Linked DNA regions of Mus musculus: region 1 is linked to region 2. The links are chromatin contacts, called in public Hi-C maps. All regions are on one chromosome and are shown on one strand. Each heading gives the region's core, a stretch centred on a gene start, on an enhancer-like site or on the middle of the called end of the contact. The rest is flanking DNA. Distances are from core to core; before and after follow the strand shown.

Region 1 (6,620 bases), core at 2,960-5,459, 2.7 Mb after region 2:
GTCTGTGGCTGGTGGGCAAGGGCAGGGAGCAAAGGCAGTGGTCCTGAGGGGGCCTGGATGGGTCACTTGGGCCTCAAGAGCAGACCATCAGTCCATGCTGTCCCCCTTCTTTGATCTCCCCTCAACTGTTCTTTTTTTTTTTTTCTAATGTGCCTTGTGTGTGCACGTGCACGTGTGTGGTAGGTGGCTCACCAGTGCCCTCTGATCCCATTTGTGGCTTTCCAGTTGTCACCTACAGCTATGTTGTCAGACACAGAAATGTATACAGGGGCCATGTGAAAAATAGCCTGTTCAACAAGTGGCGCTGTCAAAACTAGATATCTACCTTCAGAACCAAATCAGATCCATATATTCCACCCCACACAAGAACAATTTAAACTGGATCAGAGACCTTGATTTAAAACCGGAAACACTGAAACGTCTGAGGAAAACTTCAAGGTCTACATATAAGTAAGAACTGGATGAGGGACAGGGCAGTATGACACAAACCTTTAATCCCAGCACTCGGGAGGCAGAGGCAGGCAGATTTCTGAGTTTGAGGCCAGCCTGGTCTACAGAGTGAGTTCCAGGACAGCCAGGGCTACACAGAAAAACCCTGTTTCAGAAAACAAACAAATGGACAAGTGCTGGCAAGGGTGACTCCTGCCAGGTGCAGGGGCCCATGGTGAGTAACTGCCTTCCTTTTCGAGGAGGTCTGCCCTAACTGGATTCTGGTTGCCAGGGGCAGTGGTGGGGTGGGGTAGTTCTCAGCCCTTGCCAAAAGGATGTTTGTTAGCCCGTTCTATCATACGAAGAACTGCAAAAATTAAACACTATAAAACTCCAAACTGACAATCAACAAATGGGCTCATGCGTTGAAGACATTCTCAAAAGGAGACACATAAGTAGCCAGTAAATATTTTTTAAAAATTAAATAAAGGCAGGTGGATCTCTGAGCTTGAGGCTAACCTGGTCTAGAGAGAGAGAGGGAAGGAGGGATGGATGGATGGAGGGAGAGAGAGAGAGAGAGAGAGAGAGAGAGAGAGAGAGAGAGAGTCAGAGTCCCAGGACATCCTGGGCTACACAAAGAAATCTTGTCTCAAAAAAGAACTAAAAAATAAAACAATAAATAAAATATTTTAGTCAGGCATATTAGCATACACCTCGAATCCCAGCACTTGGGAGACAGAGGCAAGGTGGATCTCTGTGAGTTGGAGACCAGCCTGGTCTGCAGAGTAAGTCCCAGGACAGCCAGGGCTACACAGAGAAGCCCCGTGTGTAGAAAAGAACAAATTAAAAAATTGTTCAACGCCCATGGCCATCAGAGAAATGGATCCAAAGACTTCTTTGCTGTCTTACTTCACCCCGTTCAGAGTGATCATCACCAAGAAACCTGACCGAAAATGCTGGCACCCATGTGGGGAGAGGGGACTCCTTATTCACTGCTGGTGGGGGTATGAACTGGTGCTGCCACCAAAGAAACCAGGATGGTGGTTTCAAAGCTGAGATTATTTCAAAGCTGCACCGTATGATGCAGCTACATCACTCCAGGGCACGTCCCAAAGGACTGTAGCCTACCACAGAGATATCATACAGCCATGCCCATTGCTGCTTTAACACAATGGCTGGGAAACAGAAATCAGTCTAGATGTCCATCAAAATGATGCCCAGGTCATGACCATGTGGTACATACGTACGTACGTACCTGGTGGAAGTCTGCTCATCTTCAAAGAAAACTGAAAATTTCAGGGAAACAGAAGGTGCTAGAAAGTATGACATTAAATGAGGTGTCCCAAGCTTGGAAAGAAAAGGCTTCATGTTTTTTCTCATATGTGGATTGTAGTTTGTAAAATATACATGTACCAAATGAGGGGAAATGTAGGCAAAGCCTAAAACACTAGAAAGGAAACCGAGAGAGAGTAAAAAGAGGTTCTGAGGAAGAGAGGGGGTGGATGAGTGCAAAGGTCACAATGACATGAATCAGGAAGGAGGGGTTGGAGGAGAGGGAGGGGTGGAAATAAAGGGGAGGAGAATTATTTATAATGCACTTCATTCAGCAATGTCACTCCGATATACCTAGCTGTTCATATTCTGATTTATAAAAATTAATTACATTTTAGACAGGAATGTTCTTTTAAAATATAAAAGCATGGCTAGGTAAAACGGAACATAGCTTTAATTCCAACACTCTGGAGGAGGCAGAAGCAGGTGGATGGATCTCTGTGAGACCAGCCTGGTCTATACAGTGAGTTCTAAGACAGTCAGGGACACAGAGAAATGCCTTTAAAAATCTCTCTCTCTCTCTCTCTCTCTCTCACACACACACACACACACACATACACACACACACGCGTGCGTGTATATATGCATGTACATATACACATATAGTTCTCTCTCTTGAGATTTGTTTGTGTTTATGAATGTTTTTTTAAAAGTCATTTTTTAAAAATTTTTTTGTTTTTGTTTTTTTCAAGACAGGGTTTCTCTGTATAGCTCTGGCTGTCCTGGAACTCACTCTGTAGACCAGGCTGGCCTCAAACTCAGAAATCCGCCTGTCTCTGCCTCCCAAGTGCTGGGATTAAAGGCGTGCGCCACCACCGCCTAGCCATTTATGAATGTTTTGACGGCATGTGCACATACATGTGTTTTTGGTGCTCACAGGAGCCAAAAGAGAGTGACAGAGCTTCTAGAGCTGGAGTTTACAGATGTCTGCGAGCCACTATGTAGGGGCTGGGAATCAAAGCCTCTGGAAGAGTAGCCTGTGCTCTTACCCACTGAGCCCCATCCTCTAGAAAACCACCGTCTTGAAAAAAAAAAAAAAATCTGCCAGGCAGTGGTGGCGCACACCTTTAATCCCAGCACTTGGGAGGCAGAGGCAGGAGGATTTTTGAGTTCGAGGCCAGCCTGGTCTACAAAGTGAGTTCCAGGACAGCCAGAGCTACACAGAGAAAACCCTGTCTCGAAAAACTAACTAACTAACTAAATAAATAATAAAAAATAATTTAGAAATAAAACTAAAAATAAGTAAATAAATGAAATAAAATAAAATAAAAATCTGGCTTCATCTGGATCCATCTGGTACCCATCCCACAGCCTGGGTTCTTTAGCTGTCCCTGTGTGTTTGGAGAATACTGGCTCTCTGTGGTTCCATGTGGTTGCAAATGTATAGCTGTGTTTCTCCGTGTTGTGCTTTACCCCCTAGTACTCACCAGACTGCTGTCTGCATCAGTGTCACAGCCTTCCCTTAACAATCGCAGAGCTGTAATGCCTTCAGACCACAAGCTACAGAAAGCTCAGGTGGTACTCGATGTTTAAAGCACAACAGGGGCCTTATTAGTGAGGTTTTCATAGGTGAATAGGAGCTTCCTGGGCAAGTAGGAAAAGGTGGTGTGCCCACCACAATGGCTCTCCAGCCTGGAGTTTGCTTGTAGTGGAATACCCAAAAGGGTACATGAGGGAGCTGTGTGGAGCAGGTGAGAGGAGACGGTTGGAAGTGTCTTGAACGTAGGCTGGAATTTGGGTTTGAGGTGGTGGGTGCTTAGGAATCTCGCTACAGGTATCAGCAGTTGTCCTGCTTAGTTGTTTTGTTTGTTTGTTTTTTTGTTTGTTTGGTTTTTTGTTGTTGTTGTTGTTTTCAACTTGACACAAGCCAGAGGCAGCTTGAGTTGAGAATTGGCTTGTGGACAAGTCTGTGGGGACGTTTTCCTGACTAATGACTGGTGTGGATGAGTCTGGTTCTCTGTGGGAAGTTCCACCCCTGGGCAGATGCTCTGGGTGTATAAGAAAGTTGGCTGAGCAAGCCATGGGAAGCAAGCCAGTAAGCAGTGTCCCTCCGTGGTCTCTGCTTCAGTTCCTGCCTCCAGGTTCTTGCCTTGGCTTTCCTGATAGACTATAATCTAAGCCAAATAAACCTTTTCCTCCCAAGTCACTTTTGGTTTTGGTGTTTTTCACAGCAATAGAAACTCCATTTAAAACAGATAAGAAATGTGAAGGCTGAGAGACAGAGGCCAAGCACGAGACAGCTCTGCATCGTCCTAATGGGGACTCCCCCACAGCCAAAGTGGGTTTATGAGCACACCCTCTCTGAGCTATGACAAGGGTGACATGTCTTTGCTTCCTGTTTCTCCCCCATCAAGGGCAGTTTCCGGCTGCAGCTTCAAAAGAACAAATACTCAAAACAAAGGAAGTGGTCCTCTCCTGCAGGAAGCAGGAAGCTGTAGCTGCTGGGTCCTCGGCTGAAGCCCAGGGACAGTGGGATGGAGTCCGTGGCCCTGTACAGCTTCCAGGCTACCGAGAGTGACGAGCTGGCCTTCAACAAGGGGGACACGCTTAAGGTACAGAAGGCTGGAGCTGGGCTGAGTGGGCCAACAGGGTTGGTAGGGTTAGAACCAGCACCTCAGAGAGTCCTGGGAGTCTGGGCTGTGAGGGACAGGCTCAGGTTAGCTGCCTCTACCCTCTTCAGTTTCCTCATTTAGGAAAGTGGAATAGTATTTATTACTGATCCTTCCTTTGGGGTCATTTGAGAGTCTGAGGCCACAGAGTCTGGTGGGAGTTGCCTAAATCCCACTGTTTTCTAGGGTTTTGTTTGTTTGTTTTTAAAGAAAAGTTTAATAGACAAATTTTGAGATCAGTAACACAGAGAGAAACAGAGAGACACAGAGGTAGAAATCGTGTGTGTGTGTAAGAGTGTGTGTATGTGTGTGTGTGTGTGTGTGAGAGAGAGAGAGAGAGAGAGAGAGAGACAGAGAGAGACAGAGAGACAGAGAGAGAGTCTAAAATAAGCAGACATTCTAACTTAATTGGGCTAAAATAGCTGAGATTAAGCTGTATTGATGGGAAAGGAGAAATAGAACGCTATACTTCATTTGTTCTCACCTGAGCCACTTTCACTCACAGTGGTTGTCTTCCAAGTCATTAGACACACGAGTGTGTGAAATCTCTACCGGGGATGCCCTTACTTAGAAGTTTGCATATGACAGGAGAGCTGAGGGGGCACAGGAGAGTGGCCATGCTGAACCATGGACACTGGAATGCTAGTGGCCCATCCTGTGCCCTCCACTGCCCCTATTGTGACCCCCTGGAGCAACAGACACAGGGCTAGATGGCTACCACCCTGAGCCCTGGCTCGAAGATTCAAGCACGGAGACAGACTCTTTAGAGCTATCCTGTACATGGGTCCCAGGCTCAGTGTGGATCTCCTGGCTGTGGAAGACCATGGCTTGGCTGCAGTGAGCGAGGCTCAGCAAGGTGTCTGTACGTGTGTAGTGTAGTGTAGTGTAGTGTAGTGTAGTGTAGTGTAGTGTAGTGTAGTGTAGTGTAGTGTAGTGTAGTGTGAGCCAATCTCCATTGCTTTAATTCTTGAGCCTTTCTTTGTTCGGTCCCCTGGGTGTCTAAAGCTCTAAGCTGGGGTCCTAAAGCAACCACATACCTTTGTGCACCCCCTTCTTCAAGCTAAGGTGCTGGTGTATCTACCTAAGTTGTTGGCTCTGGGTCCTATGCACACTCAACCAGTTTGGCCTCAGAAAGACCTGGGGTGGGAGACTGTCCAGATCCAAGTTCAGTTCAGAGGCCTCAGCTACTCTGGAAACCAGCATGGGCCATATCTTTCACACACACTTGAGGCTGGAGGGTAGCTGGCCTATTAAAAAGTAGGAATGCTGTGTAGAAGATTCTGGCCTGGGCTCAGAGGGACCAGTACAGTCCCTGGGGCACCTACTGTGCAGAGTGATAGCCTCCTCCTTCACAGCCTTCCAACAAGCCGGGCATCACTTTGCTAAGAGTCTACTGAGAAAGAGGAGGGGGTATGCATCATAAGTCATGAGAATTTGGGGGACCTGAAGGCACAAGGCGGGAGCAGTGTGCACAGTCGGCTTTCAGTGAGGGAGCGGAAGGAAAGCACAAGAGGCTATGGGTAGTTGGCAGGCCTTGGGGTGCAGCTTCCCCCTTCACTCATTTGACAAGCACCAGGCTTAGCCAAGCTTCATGCAAGGGCATGGGGAGTGAGGCTGGAGGCTAAGGGTTGGGAGGGCTGCCTGTAGGTGAAGAAATTGGAGCAAGAGAGTGAAGAATTGTCCTCAAAAGAGGTGTGGAAATCTGGAGACTGAAAGAGCTGCCTGTGCAAAGAGCCTTGGGAAAGACAGAGCACCCAACCCAGAGCCTGGGGGAGAGGGAGCACTCAGCCCAGAGCCTGGGGGAGAGGGAGCACCCAGCCCAGAGCCTGGGGGAGAGGGAGCACCCAGCCCAGAGCCTGGGGGAGAGGGGGTACCCAGCCCAGAGCCTGGGTGACAGGGGGTATCCAGCCCAGAGCTTGGGAAAGAGGGAGCAATCAGCCCAGAGCCTGGGAGAGAGGGAGCACCCAGTCCAGAGCCTGGGAAAGAGGGAGCACTGAGTCCAGAAACAGCTCTCCGGAAGGCTCCTCAAAGCAGGGCCTTGATCTGTTTGAAGAGTTTGACTGAAGTGTAAGAGGGAAGAGAGGACTCTGGGCCTGTTGGGCAAGCAGAAGAGACACAGAAGTAGCTCAGACTAAGAAAAACTTCCTAACCTAAATGACAATAATATATAAAGAACTCTTTTGTCTTGTTTGGTTTGGTCTGGTCTGATTTTTCTACATAGGTTTCCTCCATGTAGCCCTGGCTGTCCTG
Region 2 (5,893 bases), core at 1,019-3,518:
AAGCTCCTTTCTCTGTGATAACCCCAGCCTGTGTTGTTGACACAAAACCAGCCAGTATACCTCCTCCCATCAAACCTAAGTGAAAGACTAGTTTTACTAAAACTAAATGGTTCATGTCTTAACCGATTCTCCACCGTCCCTGTGTCCTTTTTTTTTAAAAAAAAATACCGAGATAATTTAGTTGGCATGTTTAAATTTCAATAGACAATTCTGGAAGCAGCAAATAGTTAAATGTAATATACATGTAACTGTTGTTGGCAGAAGGAAAATAAGAGAGATATTTTCAAAGAGAATAATATGAAATATCTTTTTAAGAATTATTTTGACCTGACTTGTATTAAATTGATGAAGCAATAGGTATTTTCAAGAATGGTTTTAAAAAAATGATTTTTAAAAAAATTCCTGGTTTGTCATTTGTATCTTTGCAGTTACTTGAACTTCAGATAAAAATGCTTCAGATGCTAACTTTAAAACACATGATGCTATCAAAAACCCTTTTCTGTGGACCAAGCTGGAAAGCAGAAGGTGGCACAGCTACTGTAGGAAGTTCAAGCAGAGATAGCCTCCCCTCAAATGCCAAATGTCAAATGCCTGAGTCCAGATGAGAGGGGCTCCCTTTGACAACTTGGTAAAAAAATAAAATGTACGTAGTATTCCCTGCTGGTGACTATAGGATTCTCAATATGTCTCGTAACAACTCAAATAATTATCACGAATCCTCTTTTCATAAATAAAAGCCAAACCAAGGAAAGTGGTGATCTTTCCACAGGTAAAATTCCCTGCCCAAACGTTCTCCATAAAAATGACATTCTCCCCAGTGTAGGGGAATGCCAGGGCCAGGAAGCAGGCAGGAGTGGGTGGGTTGGTGAGCAGGGGAAGGAGGAGGAAATAGGGTGTTTTCGGAGGGGAAACCAGAAAGGGAGATAGGATTTGAAATGTAAATAAAGAAAATATCTAATAAAAAAATTTTTAATGACGTTCTCCAAATAAATGCTGAGTGTGGATTATTCTTTTACTAATGCTTCACAGAAAATTATGCAGCTTTAGGGGAACAACTCTTGCTCAAAACAACGGAACTCTTTCCCACCTCCCATCCCCTAACCACTGAAACTGCTTGCTGGCAGCTCAGGCTAATTACATCCTAGCTCCTGCACACAGGCTTTGCGGTGTGCCGCCCCTCCCCCCGCCCCGTTTCCAGCATACTGCTAGTGCAGGGTTTATTGACATGATATAATGTCAGAATAGTTTTCAGGGGCTAAAGACGCCTCTCTATTCCAGAAAAGGATGGAAAGGGTGCTAAAGGGAACACAGATTCAGAGGCCACCAAGGGGGCCCACATCCAGAATACCACCTCACTGTGACCTCGCCCACCGAAACTTCAGGCTTGGGGAGAGGACTCACGCCCCTTGCCTGCTCCTGCAGCTGTCGTTCACACTCTACGCTTAGGAAGGGCAAAGCAGCCATACCCCCACATTTCTCGCTCAAAAATCGGACTTGGCCGCACCCAGTGTCAGGGAACGCCTCGGGCGCGTGGCAATCGTCAGTGGCCCGCACTGTGTTCAAGACCCTTTTAACGACTGTATGGGTGGCTCTGAAAAGAGCCTTTGAATTGAGGGCACCCTCGCCGCGCCTCACTTGGAGCTGGTGTATTTGGTGACTGCCTTGGTGCCCTCGGACACAGCATGCTTGGCCAGCTCCCCGGGCAGCAGCAGGCGCACGGCTGTCTGCACCTCGCGGGACGTGATGGTCGAGCGCTTGTTGTAATGCGCCAGGCGGGAGGCCTCGCTGGCGATGCGCTCGAAGATGTCATTGACGAACGAGTTCATGATGCCCATGGCCTTAGACGAGATGCCGGTGTCCGGATGCACCTGCTTCAGCACCTTGTACACGTAGATGGAGTAGCTCTCCTTGCGGCCCCGTTTGCGTTTCTTGCCATCCTTTTTCTGCGCCTTGGTGACCGCCTTTTTGGAGCCTTTCTTGGGGGCTGGAGCTGATTTGGATGGATCAGGCATAATGTCTAGTTGTACTACGGAAACGCGGACGCCCCTGTAGCAAGAATATTTGTATGCCTTGCATTCAAATGAAGGATCAGGCATCACTCCCTTTGATTGAATACAATTTTACATTACGTCATCGCGGGGTAAGGCATATGCAAATTAGGAAGGCTCCGCGTTCTTTTCTGATTGGTTCTTGTTGGCATCCAATAGGAAGGTGCAGTCTAGCCTCCCTCCTGATCATATATAAGAGCTTGCTGGCGCTTACGAATTCGTTTTCGCTAGGTTTCTTTTCTGTTTTTGCGTACTTTTGGTTATCAGTGGAAGATGTCTGGTCGTGGCAAGCAGGGCGGCAAAGCTCGTGCAAAAGCGAAGTCTCGTTCTTCCCGTGCCGGCCTGCAGTTTCCAGTGGGCCGTGTGCACCGCCTTCTCCGTAAGGGTAATTATTCGGAGCGGGTCGGCGCTGGTGCCCCGGTGTACCTGGCGGCTGTGCTAGAATATCTGACTGCTGAGATCCTGGAATTGGCTGGTAATGCGGCCCGCGACAATAAGAAGACGCGAATCATCCCGCGCCACCTGCAGTTGGCCATCCGCAACGACGAGGAGCTCAACAAGCTGCTGGGCCGCGTGACCATCGCGCAGGGCGGCGTCCTGCCCAACATCCAGGCCGTGCTACTGCCCAAGAAGACCGAGAGCCACCACAAGGCCAAGGGCAAGTGAGGCCCCTACCGGTCGTTAGTGCGACTTTTACAGACACCAAAGGCTCTTTTCAGAGCCACCCACAACCTCATTAGAAAGCGCTGTACACTGAGCCTGTCGCCAGTTACTGGCCAGGCCAGTTCTCCTGACTCCTTCCGTGCATTCCTGCATCCCTGTGCGGCGCTTGGGGAGCTCAAGGGAGACCAACGGCTTCATCTGCGGGTGGCCTGCGGGCCGTTGGAGGCGTTCGAGTTTCTCCCCACCACTCCGTGTCAGACACAAGGTTGCAGTTAACGTTCGTGTTTGGACATTAAGGGGATACTTAATAATAGAAATTAGTATAAGGTTCTGGTTTAGATGCTAGTGTTTCTATTGAAACTGGGTTAAATTGACATGTTCAAGTCTTCCAGTTAGGACGGGGTTTTCAAAGGTTTCTGAGGGGAGACTTGGTATTTCAAATCTACTTGTTTATATAAATGTTCTGTTACAAGGCGATTTACAACTTTGGAGTTTTGCTGGTTTCCTTTGTGGGGGTGGGGAGCCGGTCTCTAGGCTGCTTCAGCCTGCTTAGTGGTAGGATTACAGATGAGCATGGTGGTCCTGCAGGCCTTTGGAACTGGTTAATCGGATCCACTTAAGTAGCTTAACCTTGGGGAGCAAAGTGATTTGTCAGGTTCTGGTTAAACTAGGTGTGAGAGTACAGCAGTGTCCTTTGTCATAAAGTTTAAAGCAGCATCATACTAAGGACATGCTTTTATAGATGATTGTGACTTCTTTAAGCAGCATGACGAATGGTTGAGTTACAGGTAAATCAGGAGCGTGGTTGGGAAAGGGAGAGGAGGGGGTTAAATGAGTTACCTTTAAATCGTTTTAAATGGCACAGAATTGGGCCTCTTCCCTGTTAACTGCTGTACACTATTTAAAATTTAACAATACAGGCCACGAAGACAGTTATATAATGTTTATTATATAATTTATATAGACTGTACTGAAACTGGATCTGTTCAAGCCTGGGCTCCTCAGACACCGTCTGTAACTACAGAGCTGCTCATAAAATACCAACGTCTTAAAGCCATTTGTCTAAGGATAAGCAATTTTCCTTAACGGTGAGTCTTAACAGAGTGATCAATAGACTGCGTATAGATTATACATCTGCAAATGGGTGGTCTCAGTAAAACAAAGCCAGAGGGTTGGACCTCCAGAGATCTTTATGTTCTTTTAGTTAGAATCTCTAGTTCTAGTTTTAGTTTGTATGTGTTCATAGGTCATTGTAGCTGCTCAAACGCTTGAGTGGAGGTTAAACTTTTTAGGAATTGGGTTATGTTAGCATTTATTTAATGGTGTTATAGAGGCATCGTGGAGGGAGGTGTACTAGGGTAGTTTCTCATCTCTTCTAAGGCTGCTGTCAAATGCACAACCACTACCCAAAAGGAATATTTAATTTCCATTTAGGTAAAATGTAATGTAAAGACGCAGCTCATAAGTTGCCCTGTCATATGTGGCTAGTGAATAACTAGAGAGCACAGATTCTGAGTGTGTCTACAAAATTAAAGGAAGTTCCAATCATAGCAGCTGTGATCTAGGATCTGGTCATCTGGATTATCATTTCCAGATGGGAAGTACCAATGTGAAAAGAGAATGTTCACTGGATTCAAGCACTCCATGATCCATTCCTAGGTATATGCCCAATAAAATAAGAGTACGTGTATAACATAAGCTACACAGGCGGAGGAACAGTTATCAGTCATGAAACCTAAAAGGTAGAGGAAACCCAAATATTCATCAGCTGAGGAACAGCACAAAACTGTCTGTTCTTGTGACGGAGCATTAGTCAGTGAAGGGACTGGACAAGATGACTGAACCTTCATGTCCAGAACGGGCAAAAGATACAGGAGCTGAAGGAGGGGAGAGAGTAAGCATGGACCTTCCAGATGTGGTCCAGGAAGAAGGCTTAAGAAATGCGCTCAGTGTGCTCGCATGAAGACCTGAGCAGATCCAGAACCCATGTAATGCAGGGCCAGGTTAGCACTTTAACTAATTCCAGTGCTGCCAGGGAAGACCGGAAAATCCCTGAAAGCTCGCAGGCCAGCTGCTATGGCATAAACAGCGACTAACAAGAGACCCTGGCAAAAGGTTGGAATTTGAGACCAACACCTGAGATTGTCCTCAGACCTTAATGTATGAGAGCATGAGTGCCTGCACTCACATTCATATATGCAGAGGTGTGCAGTGCACACTCACCACTCACAAGGGGGTCAGGGGCAGGGTGGATGAAGGAAGCCTGGAAGCCCTAAGGACAGAAAGAGGACAAAAATTTGGTCCAGTGTTTCCTTTCTAGAGTAAAACTGACCCACCTCAGGTAAAAGGTGAAACTCCTCGTACCACAGCTGCCATCATGAGAGACCATGTGGAGAGGCAGGAGGGGACCTGATCCTCACTCTGCTGCAGCTCTGAGCAGGCCTTGGCAGATAGCCTTGCCAGGTTCAGCCTGCATGGGTGTTGTGTGGAGGTATGGAGGTCTTTCCCTGGCCCACTGTGTCTCTGAGCACATGCCTGTATTAGAGTCATTTCAGCCACTCTGCATGTGTTCCTGTGCACTGCTGAAGGCAAGAGACAGGGTTCCAGAAGGATGCAGCTTGAGCCAACCTCGGAAATATCTCGGAACAGTGTTTGCAGTGTGTGGGAGCTCTCTGCCTGTCTCCGCAGCATCCCGTGTTCCTCTTCTGGGTGTGGGTCTTTCCTCCAGCCCTGCTTCCCACCTTAGTCTCTGCTCTGTGGGGCTATTTCTTGTGGGCTCACCCACATGTCCAGTAATCTCCCACCTCAACAAAATTCAAAATATACCTAATATGCAGTCCAGCTCCCCTACTCCTGGGCATCTCTCCAGACGAAATGAGATCAGTATGTGGAAGAGACATATGTACTGACATGCTCATTGTGGATACTGTCGCTAGCTAAGATAGCTAAACATGGGACTAACCTCAGTGTCTGTGAAGGAGCAGATCCAAAATGCAGTATATACACAGATAAATATTACATAAGCTTTAAAAAAAAAAAAAAGAACCCAAAATTACATTTGTTGTCACATGGATGAACCTAGAGGACATTTCAGTGTCTTTTGGCATCATAGGAGATTGGTTCTCATCTCTGACCGACCCCCGAGCCTGGGCAGGCACCAAAATCTATGGGTACCCAGGATC

What was found. Hi-C and Micro-C count contacts between places; a contact is called where the count stands out from the background.
Region 1: a Hi-C map of B cells shows a contact between it and region 2, with 5 read pairs. The contact joins the promoter of Grap here to the promoter of H2aw in region 2. A contact is called at or near these places in 1 of 484 Hi-C or Micro-C datasets (B cells) and 1 of 115 datasets of contacts at active chromatin or transcription factors (thymic regulatory T cells).

What each region holds. Positions count from the first base shown.
Region 1 is chr11:61,649,112-61,655,731 of GRCm38.p6, forward strand. It overlaps Grap (GRB2-related adaptor protein), which reads left to right and starts at 4,210. Exons shown (of 5, transcript NM_027817.3): 1 at 4,210-4,313. The coding sequence starts at 4,236.
Region 2 is chr11:58,952,417-58,958,309 of GRCm38.p6, forward strand. It overlaps H2aw (H2A.W histone), which reads left to right and starts at 2,269. Exons shown (of 1, transcript NM_178218.4): 1 at 2,269-2,776. The coding sequence starts at 2,322. The coding sequence ends at 2,714. It also overlaps the pseudogene H2bu1-ps and a transcript of Trim17 not described here.